Regions from separate parts of the Danio rerio genome. Here region 2 is linked to region 1. The links are chromatin contacts, called in public Micro-C maps. All regions are on one chromosome and are shown on one strand. Each heading gives the region's core, a stretch centred on a gene start, on an enhancer-like site or on the middle of the called end of the contact. The rest is flanking DNA. Distances are from core to core; before and after follow the strand shown.

Region 1 (2,855 bases), core at 154-2,653:
TCAAGCTCTTACTAGGCTTTCTAGAAACATCTTGCAGGTGTGTTGAAGCAAGTTGAAGTTAAAATCTGGAGGAGACTGGCCCTCCAGGACCGAGTTCGGACACCCCTGCTGTACACTGTTCTCTTACCATCTCCTTCATCCCTACATTAAAGTCTAGCTCAAAAGGTCCATGCTGATGAAAAGAATTGTAAAAGAGGGTCAAGATAGTCCACACACACACTTACGTGGCCAACCTATAAATTTGTAACATCTGGGCCAAATACTATTGATATATATGCCAAGTCTTGTGTGCCACCTTACAGACATTGCTACCTCTGCCAAAACTGAACCATGTTTGGCCCACATGCTGAATGCCAGTGCCGGTGTTCTGACAACCTGTGCTACCTCCTCAGAATGTGCTACTGGTAGCTCAATCTGTCATAGTTCATCTAAAAAAAGGGTGTAAAAACAGGGTATAGCGCATTTTTTCAGCTTCAAATGTCAATCGGAATGAATGACCACTCTAATAAACAAATTAAATATAAAAATAATGAAACAAAAAATAAGGTTGTAGTTCACTTTGATAGACATTTGAAGCTGCTACGCCTTTTTCTAAATTGTCCAGTAGTTAATTTCGATAGACATTTGAAGATGACTATGTGCTACCCCTGTTTTTACATCTTTATTTAATGTGGTAGTTCATCCTGATAGACATTAAAAGCTGAACGGATGTGCTAACCCTGTTTTGGTAGATGAAACATGACAGATTGAGCTACCGGTAGCACATTCTGAGGAGGTAGCACAGATCGTCAGAACACTGGATGGACGAATGCCTGCTGTGCCAGCTTTATGCCAAATCTGGGCCAGAATTTTTGCTCTAGCTACCTGGGAAGGTGCGCTAGCAAAATAGATATTGCACATTTTGATTTCATGTGGACTTTAAATGCGCCCAATTAATTAAATTAATTCTTCATAATATATATACATGTACTATTTTTAACAAGTGTAACGTGTTTTAACAAATCAAAGAACAGTGCAATAAAATCAAATGTAAATCACTGCACTCTATTAGATAAGCTGCTGTAAATAAATTTCCTAACATGAGGTTTCTTCACATTTAGAGTGCAGAAATTGTTTGCTAGTCTACTTTTCCGTTGAAGACAGCGTAAAGAAAGCAATATGAAATAATTCGAGGCCATGTAGATTGGTGAAAGTTTGCATACTCTGGCATGATTACTAAGATGACCCGTTTCAGCTGTCACATTGTAAACTAGGCTCAGATGTAAGATCGGAGCGCCTCAATAAGGGGTTGAAGGGTTAAATCTGACATGCAGCTCCAGCCAACCGCCTCCTCGAGCGCTCATCGGTGATTACCGGAGCGCGAGGGGAGGCGCATATATTCCGCAGATCAGACGCGCATGAGACAGCATTCAGTGCACGAGCTCCTGACAACAAGACCAGCTCTGAGCTCTTCCCCTCCTTGCTTTATTCATGGATACTAACCTGCTAGGATTGTACTTTCACCGCATGACGAGCCACTTTTGGAAGAGCCGGTGCTGAGCTCCACATGAGGTGCATGGACTCACTTCTAAACTCTTCTGAAGTTTCCCAAAGAGTTTTATTCTTCATTAATTGGCATAGGCAATGCAAAAGGCTTTAACTATTCGGATTGTTGGACAGCCATGACGACCTTTTGCAACTTTTGAGATCTTTTTCTTCTTCTCCAGCATTTGGACCAACACCTGGAGCTCCAGCTCGGATTTTTTTTTTCCTCTTTAGACTTGAGCTGGTGCATCGGGTCATTTATAGAGAGATATCTTCAAGGTATGGTTCTGGACTCTCTGAGCTCAGGAGCGGATCCAAAGCTCCTACAGTCTTCATCTTTCTTGCTGGGTGGGAAATTGACATTGGAAGGAGATGAGAACCCTATTCTGCTGCTTTCTGCTCCTCACCTCGCACCTTCTGCTGGCAGCTGCTGAGGTAAAGAGCTCACAGAAATGAGAAAGAAGCACTTGTTACATCCAACATGTTCTGGATTGTCTTGTCACACCAAATCAGGTCGCCGAGTTTATATAATCAACCTCATATTTCATCATAAAGCTATAAATCGGTTCAGTTCCCTCAATGTGTACATTTATGAGGTGTATTCGCATTATGGTATATAATAAACGATCTTTGCATGCTATGATCCCAAGTGCATGTAAGATCCATAGTTTATGATATCAGTTCAGCTGTGTTTGCGTGTGAACATGTCATAAAAATATAGATATCTGAAATATTTTGCGACAGCATTTACATATTTATGCATTTATTAGGCTACCTGACGAAGTGGTCCGTTTCATTTTATATTTATTTATGCAGATAGATAGATAGATAGATAGATAGATAGATAGATAGATAGATAGATAGATAGATAGATTATGAAATGCCATTTTCCAAGCTTCACTCATGGTCACTTACTGGCCTCGTGTACAATATCTATTTCTACTAATGTCCCTGCTGTTTTTACTGTACAAAATCATGGGAAGGGGGTTGACTATTGAAGATCGCCCTCTTCTGTCAAAACTTCAAAATATCATAGAAACATACAAACAGAGGAGACTCTGATGTGATGTACTTGAGCTGTTTTCGTCAAATGGCACTGCGCATCATTTTAATGAGGAGTAGCCTAATTTAGATAAGTTATTTTGCTTATTGAAATCTGAGGAAAACCTTATTTTAGCTGCTTATGTACTTAAATATACTTAATATCGCATGATGTGTTGTATTATTGTTGAAATGCATGCATACATGTGATAAATAAACAGTTATTCCGGATGATTTATCAACTTTAAGGAGTGTACTTCTTGTAACTGATGCGCGTTTGTCAATATATC
Region 2 (2,855 bases), core at 91-2,590, 140 kb before region 1:
AGTTATTGTTTAATGATGGTTTGTTTTGTAGACTATCAAAATAAATATATATCCTAAAGGGGCTTAAAATGACCTTAAACTGGCGTTTAAAAATTAAAAACTGCTTTTATTCTAGCTGAAATAAAACAAATAGGACTTTATCTAGAAAAAAAACTATAATCAGACGTACTGTGAAAATGTCTATGCCCTCTTAAATATCATCTGGGAAATATTTAAAAAAAGAAAAAAAAATCAAAGGGGGCTAATAATTCTGACTTCAACTCAATATACAATATTCACTCTCTAAACAGTTGAAATGTATATTTATCATTAATTATTTAATTTATTTATTTATTACTTAAATATTTAATTAATTTATTGTAAGAATCATATTTTCTAAACATGCAGTAAGTTTATATATTTGTCTTAACTATTAATTCAGTAAAAACATATTACAATCATTATTAAAAACTAAATATACATTTTATTTTTTAGTTCTATTTTATTTTGATTTATTTTATTATTTTATATTACATTTTATTATATGTTATTACACTAAACATTATGTAGTAAAATTTTATAGTTATCACTAATTATTTGTAATTTAAAATAATAGCATATTTAAAAAATTGTGTTAAAAACTAAATATCCATTTTCTTTAGTATTAAAGTGGTAAAACATGTAGCAATAATTATAAAGCTATTTTATTTTGCGTAAAGGATCATATTTACTAAATATTAAGCATTACAGTTCGATATTAATTCCTAAAATTAATTACGTTTCCAGTGTTGTAAATGTTTTTTTTTTTTTTTTAAATCAAACTATTTCAAGCATTTATATTTATTTTGGTATTTATTTGGTAAGACATGATATTTATTTATTACTATTTTACTAATTCAAGTCATCAAATTTTATTTTAGCTATTTTTAAAAATACTTTTTTAGTAAAAACTGTAGCATCTCATATTTAGCTAATCCCAATGTGTATGTAGAGCATGCAGCTGGGGTAATCCACCAATTAAGCAGCGAGTAATGACCCTTTTGGCCTTCGACCTCTGACCTCTTACCCTTCAGCCTCTGGCCTTTGCTCTCATATCCCAGTGGTGATGGACAGTGAACATCTTTAGACACAACAAAGTGCGTCCGATTATTAATGAACTTGTTGATAAAGCTCCACTAAATCAGTCATCATTAAATCACCGCTGATCTTTTCTGCCACAGCATTTCTTATATTGGAGCAGGAATGGCGCTGATGGTGAAGCTTTCATTCAGAAGAGCTTTTTTAAAATAGCGCAGACTTGCTGATAGGCCACACACACAGCTCAGGTCTTTAACAGCAGGTTTATTTTCACCCAGTCTGTTTTAGGCAGGGGAAACTAGAAAGCTGCGGGTGACATAACACTTATTGCATACACCCAATTCACAGACTCCAGATACGTTTAGTGCGTTTTAAAATGCACAACTTTCTCGTTGTTTACTATGTCAAATTGTGGATATTTAAAGGGTTAGTTCTCACAAAAATTAATTTAATTATTTAATTACTCACCATCGTGTTGTTTTAATCTTGAATGAACACGAATGAAGATATTTTAGATGCAATCCTGGAGCTCTCTCCTCCTCCATAGACAGCAATGTTAATGAGACTCCAGATGCATTTAGTGCGTTTGCGTTTTAAAACGCACAACTTTTACTACGTTTACTATGTCTAATCGTGTTTTTTTTTAAAAGGTTAGTTCTTACAAAAATAAAAACTGTTATTAAATTCTCACCATCGTGTTGTTTTAATCTACTCAGACCTTCATTCATCTTCAGAACACAAAAGAAGATACTTTAGATGAAATCCTGGAGCTCTCCCATCCTTCGTAGACAGCAATGTTATCAATACAATTAGTGCGTTTGCGATTTAAAATACAAACGTTTTACTGTATATACTATGTCTAATTGTGGTTATTTAAAGGGTTGGTTCTCACAAAAATGAAAACTCTGTTATTAATTATTTACCGTCGTGTTGTTTTAATCCATCTTCAGAAAACAAACAAAGATACTTCAGATGAAATCCTAGAGCTCTCTCATCCTCTATAAACAGCAGTAGTATCGAGACGCCAGATATGTTTAGTGCGTTTGCCTTTTAAAATACACAACTTTTACTATGTTTACTATGTCTAGATGTGGTCCTTTAAAGTGTTAGTTCACACAAAAATGAAAACTCGTTAATTTGCACACAGACATTTGTTTATCTTCAGAAAACAAAAGAAGATATTTTTAAATGAAATCCTGGCCTTGTCTCATCCTAGATTGTTGCTAAGGTGTTTCTAAGTAGTTACTAAGGTGTTCTGATCACACTCGTTGCCACTCCTGTCAGCTTAGAACAGGAAACTGAGGCCCCGTTTACACTAATACGTTTTCGTTTTAAAACGCATAAGTTTTGCTACGGTTACACCATCCGTCCACACTACGCTGGAGTTTTCGAGCGCCAAAAACGGAGCGTTTTCATTCTAAAACGCTGCTGCTCCGTCTCAATGTGGATGGGGAAAATCGGAGTCGGGGCTGCTGACATTCGCCTATCTGATTGGGGCTTTTCCTCAATATTAAGTAGAAAACATGAAGTAAGAAAACATGACTTAAGCAACTGCCTATTTTCATTTTGATATTAGCAACTTAGCAGACAGCAGAAATGCTGAGGCGTCGTGCTGCATCTTCACTGTGTGCATGTTTATAATAAAGCAGAGCCTATATAACATCACTGCCTCCTTTCAATTTCATTGAAAATACGAAACGTATCCTCTGCTTTGCTGAATGTCAGTTTTAATAATCAATAATAGCCATTATGAAAGTATAACGCACAATAAGTTTATACATTATAGGAAATAAAGGCAA

The links. Hi-C and Micro-C count contacts between places; a contact is called where the count stands out from the background.
Region 2: a contact with region 1 is called in a Micro-C map of caudal fin, with 19 times the contacts expected there. The contact joins the enhancer-like site here to the promoter of pdgfab in region 1. A contact is called at or near these places in 3 of 18 Hi-C or Micro-C datasets (caudal fin, hematopoietic stem cells and an unstated tissue) and 1 of 4 datasets of contacts at active chromatin or transcription factors (caudal fin).

What each region holds. Positions count from the first base shown.
Region 1 is chr3:11,476,571-11,479,425 of GRCz12tu, reverse strand. It overlaps pdgfab (platelet-derived growth factor alpha polypeptide b), which reads left to right and starts at 1,403. Exons shown (of 7, transcript NM_001076757.1): 1 at 1,403-1,959. The coding sequence starts at 1,897. The region is part of intron 2 of LOC141381148; the gene reads left to right.
Region 2 is chr3:11,618,811-11,621,665 of GRCz12tu, reverse strand. The region is part of intron 4 of prkar1b (protein kinase, cAMP-dependent, regulatory, type I, beta); the gene reads left to right. The region is part of intron 1 of LOC141381148; the gene reads left to right. Among named protein-coding and RNA genes, the nearest start is that of prkar1b, 35 kb to the left of the region's middle. Within about 2 kb of position 1,340, at least 5 of the 62 cell types and tissues checked have an H3K27ac peak or open chromatin away from gene starts, as enhancers often do.